Linked DNA regions of Hordeum vulgare: region 2 is linked to region 1. Evidence: chromatin contacts called from public Hi-C data. All regions are on one chromosome and are shown on one strand. Each heading gives the region's core, a stretch centred on a gene start, on an enhancer-like site or on the middle of the called end of the contact. The rest is flanking DNA. Distances are from core to core; before and after follow the strand shown.

What was found. A called contact is a pair of places that touch in the nucleus more often than the background predicts.
Region 2: a contact with region 1 is called in a Hi-C map of leaf, with 2.9 times the contacts expected there. The contact joins the promoter of LOC123447761 here to the promoter of LOC123447756 in region 1. A contact is called at or near these places in 2 of 6 Hi-C or Micro-C datasets (both in leaf) and 1 of 1 datasets of contacts at active chromatin or transcription factors (embryo).

What each region holds. Positions count from the first base shown.
Region 1 is chr4H:36,737,568-36,745,293 of MorexV3_pseudomolecules_assembly, reverse strand. It overlaps LOC123447756, which reads left to right and starts at 4,014. Exons shown (of 3, transcript XM_045124409.1): 1 at 4,014-4,656; 2 at 5,335-5,440; 3 at 6,111-6,655. The coding sequence starts at 5,381. The coding sequence ends at 6,554. LOC123447757 (a long non-coding RNA gene) reads right to left here and starts at 7,402. Exons shown (of 3, transcript XR_006631533.1): 1 at 7,176-7,402; 2 at 6,880-6,940; 3 at 4,663-4,910.
Region 2 is chr4H:37,256,953-37,264,678 of MorexV3_pseudomolecules_assembly, reverse strand. It overlaps LOC123447761 (exosome complex component RRP43), which reads right to left and starts at 4,055. Exons shown (of 7, transcript XM_045124414.1): 1 at 3,717-4,055; 2 at 3,543-3,612; 3 at 3,344-3,449; 4 at 2,705-2,771; 5 at 2,049-2,124; 6 at 902-1,191; 7 at 362-675. The coding sequence starts at 3,935. The coding sequence ends at 583. It overlaps LOC123447760 (probable pre-mRNA-splicing factor ATP-dependent RNA helicase DEAH4), which reads right to left. Exons shown (of 16, transcript XM_045124413.1): 14 at 7,085-7,242; 15 at 6,220-6,395; 16 at 5,649-6,131. The coding sequence ends at 5,981.

The DNA of each region.
Region 1 (7,726 bases), core at 2,765-5,264:
GTCCACATAGAAACGCCAGGGATACTGGCGTTGCTGGCCACGCGCGAAACGCCATGGTCCATGGCGTTTCAGCAGTACACATGTTGCTGGCAGCATGCCGTGGGCTGGCTGGATGTCGTCGCTGCGTTCCACAGTGGGTCTGCAACGCCAGCACTGTTGGCGTTTCACAATGGGTCTGCAACGCCACATTAGACTGGCGTTGCAAGAAAGAAAAAACGCCACGGCTGACAGGCGTGTCACAGTAGGGCACCAACGCCAGCACTGTTGGCGTTTCACAATGGGTCTGCAACGCCACATTAGACAGGCGTTGCAAGAAAGAAAAAACGCCACGGCTGACAGGCGTGTCACAGTAGGGCAGCAACGACAGCACTGTTGGCTTTCACAGTGGGTCTGCAACGCCACATTAGACTGACGTTGCAAGAAAGAAAAAACGCCACGGTAAACAAGCGTGTCACAGTAGGGAAGCAACGACATGGTAGACTGACGTTGCATAGTGGGGCAGCAACGCCACGACTTGTAGCGTTTCTAAAAGGGTCAGATCGTAAAATGTTTTCAAATCTGGTCATTTTGTGCTCATGTTTAAAAAAAAGTTAAAACAGTGAAAAAACCCTTGATTACGCTGGTTCCGCGCATACGAACAATCTGTAAAACGGCATGAATATCTGTACCTCGTTGGACTCTTCTTTTACGTGCACTCACGTGTCTCAGTAACCAATAGTTGCTCCACTTGTAGCAAGGAAAGATCCCAAATTCTCAGGGCCAAACCAAACCTATGAACAAACCAGTGACCCTGAAAACGACAAACTGAGGAAAAGGAAAAATTCTTCGAATCCGCATCCGAATGGCCAGTTGGTCAGGACAAGCAAACCTGTGAACAAACCGGGTGTGCTCCAGAGAGGATGAATCCTGACATGGAAACTGTCCCCTTGATTTTTGCACGGTGATTGAGAGATGCATGCACAGTGCAATGTATCGTGTGATATGCCGCCAAAGCTTTATTTATTCCCCTTTGGTGACGGTGATGTCTGCTCCGGCTGGCTACTTGACACTTGCCTAACCTCTGTCCGCCCACGGTCCAATCAGGGTCCTTGGGGAGTTTGGAAGTATCTTCTCTCCTCTCCCCGTCCTTTGCACGTGTGCTCATGGAGCCACCGAGAGCGAAAAGTGTGCCAACCATATCACGCCGCATGTATGGCAACAGGTGCACCCGCTGGTTGTTGGTCAATCGTTAATGCAAGCGATGATCTACTCCACCCACAACCTTTGCATAAGCTACTACTCCTATAATTTATCACCTCCGTTTCAAATTAGCTGTTTTAGATTTGTTCAAATACGGATTTATCTAGCACTAAATCGTGTCGAGTAGCTCTAAACGTAAATCCACTATCAACTTGTATGGTATTCCTTCCCTTGTCGGAAAACTTAATTAGACACATGATTATTAGATAATCATATGTACATAAAAGAGTCATCCTCACTAGTTTATTTCTCTCAGCATACAAGTATGTCGCTTCATCATACAATTATGAATAAGATAAGGTTCACTCCACATATGCAATCATGCATGAGAAAAGACCTATGCACTCAACCATGTGTTCCCTCACAAAGAGAAAATGCATTCAACCATGCATGGAAAAATTATTTTTATTTAATTATTCTACTTATATTGAATAAATATTATTACAACTATATATATAGTCAAATTATAATAAGTCACACCGTTTCAAAAAATATAATAAGTCATATGTATCTTTAATTTTGATTCTCATGTTATCGTCCCATTTTTTTATCAATGAATTCCCGCAACAACATGTGGGGTATCCTCTAGTTGTATTAAGCTGTTGATTGATCATTCAAAAAAAAAAGTTACAAATGCTATTGGAGGGGGAGAGGACAATTTATGTTTCTAACATTTTATTTGACGGACACCGAGTACAATGTAGACGTACAAATACCCCCTACCCCTGAAGGAACCGTGTCCGACAAATCTCGAGCTAGAAGTCCTAAGTTAGGCATCTAGGAATGATTGCAACAGAGACACATGATTTTATCAAGGTTCGGGCTCTCCGAGGAGATAATACCTAATATCATGCTTCTATTTATTATGTTGGGGGTGTAGTAAGGTATCTATCAAGAGATTGTAATGTGTATTCTACAAGCATGTCCCCTCGGTTTGTATAGGCACAGAGGTTCCTAGAGTTTACATGGATCTTAGTCGGCTACGTATGAGGATGCAGAGTTCTTCACAGACACGTCGTCCTGGAGTATACATCAAGTCTTCGGGGTATTCCTTATAATCGTCATGAGATGCTCGAAGTGGTTCATGACGCAATCGCCATGACAGTCCTCAGCCCGGCCCACCAGACCGAGAATCGTCATGGTGAGAGGCTCCCTAGCCAGGACACTATCAGTAGCCCCTTAACCAGTCTTCAAGTCCGGCCACACCTCGGCTCATCTAAGTTGTTCCTCGTCTTCAAAGCTGGTCTTGAAACTGGTTCAAAGCTAGCTGGTCTTGAAACTGGTTCAACGAAAGCACACCCCCCTCATCCGAGGTGTAGGCAACAAGTTGTATCTGAGACATTCAGCGTGCACTCGTTCTGATGAATATCACACAAATTCGATCGGGCTACACCTCAGAAATATTCCCGCACAACTGGCATGTGGGCGCAATATTCCCACGCTCCCGGGCTGATGGTCGTCTTGTTAGCTCTGACAACACAAACAGATCTTATCCGTGGATCCACCCAACCACGTGGCGTCCTTGCCCCTGATGGACAATGTGACACGCCAACGTGGTTTGGGCCCAACCAAGGTTACGTCCCATCAAGTGGGATCATGTGCATCAAAATGCCTAACAATTAGTCGGTTGCCTCTTCGATCCCCGTGCGTAATTAACCCATAAATATGGGGAAGGAAGATGATTTAATGCCACATGGCAATATTATCCTGCCGTCATTCCATTTCTACCCTGCTTATAAAAAGAGAGGAGAGAGCTGGGGATTTTTTTAAGCTTCCATTCCCCCGGCCATCTTCCTCCTTGCGTCTAGAGCTCTTGCCTCCTCCTAAGTACCTCGCCTAAAGACAACACTTTTAGCATGTAGCCACCTCTGACACCAAGGGCGGAGACGGGAAGCAACACAAGGGAGGGAAAGCAATAGTCGCCGAGAACAAACCCGTGGCGGAGCCCAAAGCTCCTTCCTTGACCAAGGGCAAGTAGAAGCCCTCCACCATGGACCAGGCCGAACTGGACCGACTGGCCGTAGCTGGCTACTTGTCAACATCGGACCGTGCCGTCGCATGCTCTTTGCTTGACAGCAGACGTGGTAGGCGTGTCCAAACACAATATGAGGGTTGCCAGTCAAACCGAGTGTTTGGGCTAAGTTTGGGGCGTCCGGTTGGGTGGCAATTTTGCGATCGGACAGTGACCGCGTAGCCTGCCTGAGCATTTGGGACGGGTATAGGGCTTTCGGTTGTAGATGCTCTAATAATATCATTGAAGCCAAATAATGTACTGATGTACAAGTCATAAACTTAATTATCCCGGGAAAAAGCATGACATGTTCTACACCAAATATAAATTAATTGCATGAGCTGTCGCCATCGTCCAGTAGCTTTATTTCCCATGCGAGGCTGATAGTTTGACTTGGGATGGCACTAACATAAGCAAACTATAATATGTTTAGGATCTGGACAACTGGAGTTGATAGTAGTAATCCGGTGCGCATGTGAATACAAGAGATCTAAACACACTGCATGTCGACTTGTCTGCTCAATGATTCTTGGGAGCGATTGATCCACAAAAATGATTGAGAACTCTAGTGCGCTACGGCACCCCTGTAAGTACATCAAAGGTTATCCTCCTTTCTAAAAGAAAAAACAAAGCACACACCCTCAACATATTTGGTAGTGTACCGGTATGATTTATGACGATTGCTAGAAATATTCTCATTTTTCGATAAAGATGGATTTTATTGAAGGATCAAGTGGATACAAACACAAAGCAAACACCCGGCCTTTGCTAGAAATATTGTCTTGGATGAAACCTTAATGATACCATTACATGAAAACCCAAATTGATATTACAAGAAAATCTGCAACCCCTAGCAGGCAATCCAAGTGCATGTGTATAGATAACATTATTATTAAAACCAAGGCGTTTCGGGTGTGTAGAGAGACCAGGGGACACATAGGCATTTGAGTTTAGAGGTTGTCCAAAAATATAATACTACCCAGCCGGAGCTGGAGCTTCTTATCTCATCATGCCTATCCTTTTCCTTGGCACTGGACGGAGAAGCATCTTTCACACATCAGGATACATGGAATGGAACCTCATTGGCCAAAGTGACTTGGATTCGTTCGGCATGCCTACAAAAGGCCCCACCAGTTGCTGCGCTGTGAAGCTCATGGCAGCCCGGAGAGAATCTTGTATCTCCTTCATCACCTCCCTCTCGACTTGGTGCCTCACCTCACGACATATCTATATCTACCATACACGCCGACCTGCTTGCTCCTTGCTTGCTTGCTTGCATCTCAGCACAAGCAAAGCTCTGGCCTGGTAAACAAACTGTAACTGTAAGAGAGGAAAGCTTCTCTCGGAGAGGCAGAGGGAGTACCTTCTTTGGGAGCGGAATTCAGCGGCTGGAAACCAAGACAGAGGTGGGCACAGCCTTCATCTGATCTCTTCTTCCTTGTCTTGTTTCTTCTTCTTCTTCTTCCATGGAACATGTGTGGCGTGCTTCAGAGCTCAGAGTACGCAGATCCTTGTGTTTTTCTCAAGTGCTCTAGCCTTGTGATATTCTGTATCTTGCGATGAATTTTGTCGGAAGGCCTAGTGGCATGCGCTGGTCTGAAAGGGAATTTGCCAGCTACTTCTTTCTCCGTCTCCCTCGTAGCTCCACCATTTTGCTACCCTGTCAAAGAAAGAGCAGTGTTACGGTTGTTGCCAGAAGCGTAACAGAATGCAGTTCACTTAGTTAGAGAAATACTACTCCCTCCTATCCATACTACTTGTGGCGGCTTTGGTACAACTTTGTACTAAAACTACGACAACTAATATGGATCGGAGGGACTATAAGATTTGACCGTTTGTACTAGGGTGTAAGCTATAAGTTCAACCGGAAAAAAAATAATGAAAATTGGTTTCTTCGCAAAAATGAAATTCAGGCGTTTTTCTTTTCTTCCTGAAGGACATAAGTACATAGGTTGTGATGAAAGCTACCGATTCATGGAACAAGGCACTACCAAGAAATAGTTCAGCGCTGAACATAGATCATATTATTGCCATTTACGCCAGAAATTGCATGCGGTACTCATTGTGATATTCCCATGAAGCAGATTGGAGGTAGTCACACAAAGACTTGCAACTAGCATTTTCCAAGAGATGGACAGAGAGGAGATGAAGATGGTTATCCTGAGGCAAGAACAAACATTCAGACAACAGGTAAGGCAACACACTCGTGTAAGCACTGTTCTAACTATGTGTGCATCTTCCAGTAGAATATGGCACACACCTTCAGAGTACAGCCAAGGATCAGGCATCATCACCAACTTTTCCCTGGGCAATTTCGTGAGTGTGTATGCAGCTCTCCATAGTCGGGGAATTAACCAGAACATGCAACGCCTTAACACATAAGTCAATTTCTCCAATGCATCAACAAATGTGAGCATACCCATGTTTTAAAAGTAATAGGCGTCTTCCCATCCAATATGGTCCTGACAGGTTGGACATAGGTTAAAACTATATATGTAGCCCACTGAGCTCACTAGTCTGAAAGAGGCTATATCCTGATGTCTCTCATTCCCAAAGTATAGTTCAAACCAGCCTCTGTAGCATGCAGTTTGGTGTCTCCTACCTTGCAAACAAGGGAAAGTCTTTGCACAGATTGTGAGTGTGACTTCCTAAGTAATGGTAGGTTGCACCATGCCCTCTCTGCGTCCTATTTTATATCCAGTTGATGGAGGTAAGAGTAGTGATAGGTGTGAGGAAATAGAGTACAAGCAAGTAGTTGAGACATTACAACTAGTTTCTAGGAAGCAGTACTGCATTAGTTGTGCACTTCAATATAGGTGAAAAAGCTTCTGACCAAATCTGCACATCTTTGCTGAACCAGGTTCATGAGATGCACCGAGTTTACCATGTTCAGAAACAGCTGATGAGGGAGACGCAGATAGCTGGGAAGAACCAGGCTCACGCTGAGACGAAACCTAAGCTCGAGATCTGGCGGGACGACAAAGCCGCCAACCGTCAGCAACTCTATAGCTTCTCAAACAACTGCACCCCTGCCTCTGCTGCAGAAAAATGCGACCTTGAGCTCACTCTGGCAACCGGGAGCAGCAGAAGCCACAAGGGAAAGCAAGTCGGCAAGTCTTCAAACTCAGACTCCGGGATGGCGGTGTCATCAACATCGACCGAATCCGATCTGGCTCAGTTCAAGGAGTTTGACGCAAGGGCGGTGAGGTTTCAGACTGAGAGCTGGAGGTTTACCGTTGCCGATGAGACGAATCAGTCTCCTCCTTGGCTGCACCAGCCTGCGATCCTGAGGGTGGCACGGTGACCGCTTTAGCTAGGATTTGGTGTCGTAGATTTCAGAGAATGAAGAAGAGATGTTGTCACATCATAGAGCTAATTTGCTTCAACAATTTGCAATAGACACGAGATGACCGCGTAACAGCCTCCATCTTTCGGAGGCATGTATGTACGTTTAATTTAGTTGTTTAGCAAAACCTCTGAACCAAGAACACATTTGATTCAGAATTTCAGCCACGTTCATAAGCAAGATAAGCATGCCGAAATGTTCGTATGCAAAAAAAACAAATCACTGGACTTTTACGGAATGAATGAAGCTATAACACAACAGAGATTTGGATTGTGTGAATTACCCCATGAATATTTGTAGGCGTTTGCTCAACCAACCCGTGATCCAACTTGCAGCAATAGCAACTACAGTAAGAACAAGATACAGTGAAGCTAAATCAACGGGGGATCAATTGCAAGGCTACAGCGGTGAGGGAGTTTGGCAAATAAATCCGCCCAGTGATAAATTACCTACGCAGTCAACACAGTCGCGCAGCTGCATCAATCACATTATCCCTCGGCAGCAGCAGCAGAACCCAAGAACAGACAACACAATACGCGAAAGAAAAAAGATGGATGGATGGATGGAAGGAGAGCTCACCGTTGCTGTCTGGCGGCAGCAGTCAGCGGCGTGGCTAGAGAAGGTGTGAAACTGGAACGCGTCGACGGCGGCGGGGCTCGCCAGATGGGGCGGAGGACTGCTCTTCCCATCGAGTTTGACCCGGAGCAGGGCCCCGTGGATTCGGCCCAAATTGTGTAGTGGACTGTTCCCGCTCTGCTCGCTCAGCCGAAATAACTGGAACTCGGAAATCCGAGAGCATAGGGCTCCTTCGGTCCTAACGAGCATTCCCACGCGCCCTTATTTGATGTGTTCTTAGCCGGCGTCACGTGTCGTACGTGAGCGTTTTATTTTAATTTCGTTTTTTCTTTTTTTGCACGTGTTTTTTTTTTGCTTTTTCTGGTGTTTCGATTTTTCACCAGCCTTTCTTTTTTCTTTTTAACAAAAAAAAGTTTTAAAAATTTTATACGTTTTCTGTTTTTTTCGTGAGAAACACGGTTATATTTTCGTGGGAGGTACGGTTTTGCCTTTTACAAAAGACACGGTCGTGTGTTCTGAAAACAAAGAAAAACGCGTTTTATGTGGGGTGTTTT
Region 2 (7,726 bases), core at 2,806-5,305, 520 kb before region 1:
CTCAACATGTATCATGCTTCTGTGTAGTTCTCTCTAACGTCTCAAAGCTGAATAGTCAAATTTGCGCAGCAGTAGAACCATGACGGGTAATGGAGGGAATAATTGTATTTATATAGTTATTCACAAATGACACGGGAAAATTCAATGAAAAAAAAAGACGCATGAAAAATAAATACTCCCTCCATGTCAAAATGCAAGCGTTTGAAACAGAGGGAGTATTTCTGAAGCATCGGGAGCTCTACAACCAAAATGAAGGAGATTGACAATCCTCAAGATAACAAAATTAGACTACCAATAAATCAAAATGAAAAACACAAAACCAAAGGTAACCACCTCTGAACAATGGGTGCACACAAATAAATACCAGAAATGAAGTTTAAACTCTGTAAAATAGCTACCAGAAAAATCAGGAAACAAACTCGGAAAAATAATGCGGCTAATATCGTCGAGTCATATGCAGGGTACGGATTGTTACATCTTGCATTCGTCACTAGAAAAATAATCCCACAGTTAAAAGCAACAAAATTTCTATGTCACTACCAGTGGCAGTACAACCACTGAATTAGCACTATTTGCACCGACTTATTCAGCTTGGTCGACTTCCATTGCTTCAATGGAGTCCGTGAGTATTTCCTTCAACTTTTGTCCTCTTTCTTTCGCCAAGCCAATGCACGCCTGCACAAAGAAAAGGTCATTGGCTCTTCCACTACATCCACCACAAACCAATGGTGAAAATATGCCATCCACGACCATGGATATATCAAGGTAGCGTGATACAATAAAATGAACATCAATTAGCTAAAATAGTTGTCTTGGATGCATACTAAATTACTAAGACATCTGGAAATAAACCATATTTCCATTGTTATGTATATATGGGGAAAGGGATCGGAAATCTAACCTTAATAGCTGCCATGGACGTCACTCCACCTCCAGGTTTTTGTATTGACGCTAAGCGGCCGGAAGAATCTAGAACAACTGTCACAGAGGTCTCTATTATCGATTCTTCTTCAGCAGTTGGGTCCGCTAGAATACTATCCTTGTGGAGTGCACATGTGAGAGGAAATGGAATGTCACCAAGAGTAAGCTTCCTTTTTTCTCTGTTTACCAATTCATATTTGGTTTTGCCTTCATTGCCTCCAACAGTAAACACCCTACCATCGTCACCAACAGATACCAGAGGAATTTCCACTGTGAAAGCAGCATAGTATTAATAATGGAAACTAGAGTGTTCAGAGTCGCTCATGAAAAGGAGACATGGAGATACTGCTAGTGCCAAGTCACACAAATGTTCAACTACAGGACAAAACAAGCAGAATCAAGCAGGATACAAAAAGTCCCTTGTAAGAAAGTAACCAAGTAACAGCATCGTTTCCTCTGCCAGGTTTATCACAGAATAAGTGTGTGAACAGCTTTAGGCCAGTGCTCTCAACAAATGAAATGTATTCTCATATTGAGAACCTGGCACAAGCTTAATGCAGTACATACCACTTACAGTAATATACACAGATTCTCTATTCAAACCTGAACTATCAAGGTAAAGAAAATCAAGTTGAGAGATCATTCAGATTCATTCCAAAAGTTCCATGCATAAACCATCAAAGTATTCCGTGTTACAGTGTCAGTTTGGTTGAAAAAATCAAGTCAATCATGAGTCATGCCATTGTACCTTACTCGAGTTAGAAACAAAACTTGGGACTCACACAATATGGTTTAAGCTACCGTATTTTATATGGTTCTCGTTGTTCGGAATTTCAAAAGGTTATATAAACTTCATAACTCAAAAATCAACCCATACAAAGTACAAAAATTGACAATACTATGGTCAGGTCTGGTTAAAATGTGAAGGTGCATACAAATTTTCTCAGTTAACTCCATGAGGCGCTTGAAATATAAAAAAAAGTAGAAAGACAAGATTGAATCACTAACAGTTCATACTTTATTGAGTAACCACCAGCAGAAAACCAATAGTATAGTTTCCAATTATAGGTCAACTGAATAGTGGAAGGATATCAAATTAACTAAGAGAGAGAACAAATTGAACTTACAATGTGTAAATGCAGCCACCACTGAAATCAATGCAGCATCGAAAAGAGATCCATCAGCATTCAAACAATAGACATCCTGTAAAATTGAGGTGTCAAGAAATAAACGGAGCACATATCTATTTGGCATACTTATTACGAACGGGTATCTCAAACTTATGTCTCGTCATTGGGTTTGTACAATGTACAAGCACGCCACATGCTTGCCCAGTGCAGCAATCTAGAGAAACAACATATCTGGTGCTACCATACACGAGGCATGAACACCACATTACACAAGCAACTCTTGTTAAGTAGAGGTAGGAGCTCAAATTAACCACCAACATCAGAACTATATTAAATCCTAACTACATCAGCATAGTAAGAAATAGAAAAAGACAACAGAGTTATCATGCATACGCTCTTATTTTCTTTAATTTCTGCTGTGTTTTATTTATCTTGTTTGTTGCTACGCTAAGCTGATCATACTCCATTGAGGAGCGCTAATGTTAGTGTCGATCCTCAGTGAAATTCAGGGGTGGAGGCCTTCCAAATCTTATTCGACTTAACAATATCACATGAATTTTGTCCTAGTGACTTCTGAAGATGGTTGGTCAGGGAAATGTTTTGGTTCAATGAACACTGACGAGCTCACAATGTCAAAATCGAAGGTGTATTACCAAGTATGCTACCCACGAAGCCTTCCCACTGATCAAACAGAGCTCCTTCAAATTTAGCATCCCAGAGCTACAAAAGAGGATACAATAAAGTAATTTCAGTGTATGCCATATATGAGAAAAGAGAAGTGTTAGAGCACGATAGGTAGAAAATTTGTGTAATCATGTAAATCACCGAACTTACATCTCCAATCTGGGACAGAAAAAAAATCACCTGCATCCCTGAGCAGCAAGCACACTAATGCCTATCCTATAACTTGCATTTGAAACAATCAAATAATCACCGGAATTTTATGCGGCGAAAGAAATGTAAAATCACACCCCTGAGATTTCAATTCACAGAAACAATTTGTGGAAAATATATTTGAAACGACCCATTTACATCAACAATCATATGTCGGACTTCAAGTGATCAGCAGGCTAAAGGAAAAGAGAATCAAATGAATAGATTTCAAACAGTGCTCTTGTAGGTGCGACATACAGTACTTATTTGCTGTGGAAGAACGAACCAACAGAAGTAATCATATCCCACTATCTAAAACTACACCATAACGATTTGCTGAAAGCAGAATACAGTAATACATCCATCCCTTGTGTCAGCGAGGCGAAGATAGACAAGAAATGGCAAGCCACAACAAAAACCTCATGAGGACGTCCTCCAGGGCCTTGGAGATAACCGGCGCAGCCTCCGCTGGCCGTCCTGGTCTTACAAGCGGGGAGCAGATAGGCGGCATGTGGAACTCCACAGCTGTGGAAACAACAGTGAAGTTAGCCAAACCGTTGAGAACTAGAGCACCGGCAGCAGCAGCAGCAGCTAAAGGAAGAGCAAGGCCACACGAACCAACTGATCCTTGGTCCGGGGTCTCGGCGGGGGGCGACATCACCTCGAGCTTGATCGACGCGAGCATGGCCTGGGGCAACGGAAGGCATTTCGTCAAACAGGTGGGGCGCAACGCCAGCCAATACGGCAATGGGAGCCGGATAAAAGGTCGTGGGGTCGAAAGGGGGAGCTTACGGTGTCGCCGAGGCGGACGAGGGCGGACCCGTGCGCGGAGGAGACGGCGCCGAGCGCGACGGTGGTGGGGCGGGCTTCGGCGAGGCGTCGGGCGTCGGGCCGGACGGACTCGCGGAGGTGGCGCTCGAGGAACGCGAGGGGGAAGAGGCGGCGGTACGCCTCGACCTCCATCTCCCCCGCGAGCCCGCCGGGCGCCGTCGCGTCGGTCTCCGCGGCCATTCCCACGGTCGGCGGGTCGCGCCGTGCTCTGTCGGGAGGGAGAGAGAGAGAGGGAGGGAGGGAAGAGCCGCGGGGTTCCTAGGGTTTATGCCGCCCGGCCTCCCTGTAGCTAATCAGCGCCGGCTGCTTCGCGTGGTCAAATGAGCTGTTTAAGAAAGCTGCATTTCGAAGTTTTTCAAATAAAATAAAAATACATTCACGAAAATTTACTCTTACAAAAGATAAATATAAGGCTGTTAATTATGAAAGTTCAAAAAAAAGGCTGTTACTTATGACTTAAACTAGGTTATGTAACTGTTGCAAAAAAATGGGGAACGGTACACGTTCGCTAGATGATTTTTAAAAATTATCCGTCACCTAGCTAGTCGTCGGATGCCAATCTAACGCCCTGCATTCCCGCCGCATGGTCAGTAGTTATTTCCTGAAACGACGCTCGAGTTGTGGAAACTTTCGCTTTGTTGCAAGAAATAAACTTTGGATCCGTTAATTCCTGAAACAACGGTCGAGTTTCAGAAACAAATTGCTTGTTGCAGATTTTTTTTTTCGTCTTTCTGTAACATAGTATTTTTACAGAAGAATTTTTTGCAACAACGCTCGAGTTTCAGGAATTTTTACAACGAAAGTCACGTTGCAGCCGGGATCCATGCTCAACGGAGAGTCGGGCGCGCGAGCAGGGACGCATCTCCAGCGAGGCAGAGAAGCTCCCCGACGGCGGGACTCGCCGGCGTTCGCGCCGCACACCTCCTCGTTCGTCGCACAAGGTGGGGATCCGGCGATCCGGCGAGGTGGGGATCCGGCGAGGGGCTGGATCTCGTCAGCGAGGTGGGGATCCGGCGAGCTGGCGAGGACCGACGGCGGCGGCGGTTCGCCGGACTCCGACAGGCTCGTCCCCGGTAGCAGAGGAACCTGGAATGCTCCAGCTTCAGCCCCCGTTCGTGAAACAACGCTCCAGTTTCTGAAACAACGAACCAGTTTCAAAATCTGGTTCGTGATTGAGGCGAGATCTAATGAACGAGCGGGCGACGGATGGATCAACCGGATCAGCCGGTGGGATGTAATCTTTTCCTTAAAAAAATCAGCAAAATGGTTGCTTAAAAAAGTTTGCAACAAGGCATATGTTACAGAAATAATTCTACTATGTTGCAAAAAAAAAATTAATTATGCAACAATCTGCGTTGCAATTGTGAGGCACACTCTATTTGTCAGACACGAAAAATTTGACGGCTCACGGCTGATCTTTTAAAAGGATCGGTCTAGTATCTACAGAATCAGGGGATTGAACTACACCCAGACATGCGCAGCCCGGACCGAAAAACCCAGGCCAAGCCGGACCGTGCTTTGTGTTCGGCTGGGCTCAGGATTGAAAACTAGGCCCGGTTTGTATTTTGGGATGGACTCAAGCTTGAAAAATTGTCATTTTACACTGAGGCCCAACCCGAAATTGATCTTATTATTCCATTAGGGCCGGATGTTTATTTTTTGGCTGGGCCAGGTCAGACTCGGACTTGAGATTTTCCGTTCGAGCTTTCTCAAGCCTAAAATGATGACTAGCCAGCGTTTGCTGGGATGGGGATAGCAAGCCGACGTTTTTTATGGCAACTTTATGCCATAGGAGATGGCGAATCTTGCCCTTTTTGGCTGCAATTTTTGTTTTCTTCTTTCCAGAAATTGCCACCCCAATACAACTAAACTTTCCATGGAAAACATTCACAATTGCCATCCTCCCCAGCAAACATTCGCTGGCTATTGCTCGCTATTGGGGTCCATAAAAATAGCCCACATCAGCTTTATAAACATCTGGAATAACCGGAGGTAATTTGGGGGCTTTAAGCCCCATATATCTAAGGGCAAACTGAGCAAGCTACATTACGGAACCCACCACAAGGCATTGGACAGGGAAGATCTTAGGTTGTTCCGTGGCATTGGTTAGTATACATCAGACTACGAGCTCAGTTCCAAATGTGTTTACTCTTCTCATGTTCATGTGCTCTATGCATGCTTTGCTCTCTTCAAAATAATTATACTACTGGAAGATCACTAATATGTCACTTCTTGCCTTTTCGTGCAAGGTAGCGCTCTCGGGCCGCCTGGATTTTACTATCCACATCAGATTGCTTAGCAGCCGCAGCTTTTGTTGGCGACCCTGGTTGCTTCTCCTCTAGAGATTCGGAATCTGTCAACGCACTTGAACCGCCGCTGCAACAAGACACTCAAGGTTACTTGTCTAGCTAGCATTGTATCATGACACCGGAATGATCACCATTTGAATACATGGCTTTCATACCTTAATTTGTTTATGTTCAGTTTCTCAAGCTTCTTCAAGATTGGTTTAACCCAAGTCTGCTCAACCCCACAAACATTTCTCATGAAAGGGCGGGTAGTATTTATTAGCTCGTGGTAGACGACATACACAGGCAGTTTCCCGTATTCATCACCTTCCAGTACAGAAGATGGATGCACCTGCAAAAAAGACGTACTTAGGAAGGTGCCAGTGTAGTTGCGCAATTAAATTAGCAGACTACAAGATGTGGTAAATAAAACAAAGGTACAGTTCTACAAGAGGAGGTTAAATATGTCGATGAATCAGAATTCTTGTTGCATGACAGCTGTTCTCCACAAATGATATTCGGCATGTCATAACCACGTTTCCAAATGGCACAAACAACAAACTCTATGTCCCCTAGAATAAACATATTAAGCATTGCTGAGAAATAACTGTGAACTTCAAGTAGCAACTGGCAGTTCCACTAATTCCAAAGGAAAGTCAAGACAGGCACAAATGAGACATACTTGTTACCTGTGATTCCACTATCCTATTCTGAATTTTAATTGACCAGGATGATCTCCGCGGTGGTGGATTTAAATTAAATGGTCTAAAATGACTTAAATGGTACCAGCCCGTCCCATAATATAAGAACGTTTTCCCAATTGTTTTAGCTCAAAAAACGTTCTTATGTTATGGGGCGGAGGGAGTAGATCACAGCTTTAGAAAACCCGCTTACGGTTTGCTGGTAATGTCTGCAAGTATAAACGATTTGAACACAGAGGCACTAGTTTCTGCATGTATTACTGGTTCCAGTCTTCCTTGCTTTTTAGTCCCTAGCATTCTAAACTAACTGAATCTAACAGACAGATTACCAAGGTTATACCTGCACAAGTTGTGTCCTGTAGCCAACCGTATGGTAACCATTATGATGAATCATCCTCTCCGCTAACTGGTTGCCATATCCTACACAAAGTGCTCTTCTCAATTTTCTGTAGTCAGGGTCACTCTTCCGTCCTCTCCTTGCTTGCAAATCTGTTGGACCTGAATTTTACAAAGAAAGTTCTCTTACAAAATTCAGCCAAGTTAAGCAATTTCCAGAAAATGTGGCCAAGTCCAGGACTGCAACATACCAGGCAGAATAGATTATAGTATTTTGTAGTTCTCCAATTAAATAAAATACAGGAATTTTGGAGATGATTCAAGGATTCCAAAACACGAGCTTGAAAGAAGAAAAACTGAAGGAGAAAAAGACTCCAACCACTTTCCAGCAATCTCGGGGAGAGCAATGTACATGATATTTTCAACTCATACGAACAACATGGTGTGGCTGTCACAATATTTCCTTTTTGTCCATAAATTATGATTATTTTACTTGTTGTGCTGAAATTTCAACAGGAGACAGCATATACATTAATAATTTGACATGTTCTGCTTACATTCCAACAATAGGAAGCCTTAATTCAAGGAAAACAAATATACTACCATTAGGCAACAAAGACTAGTTTATCTACATACAAGGACAAAA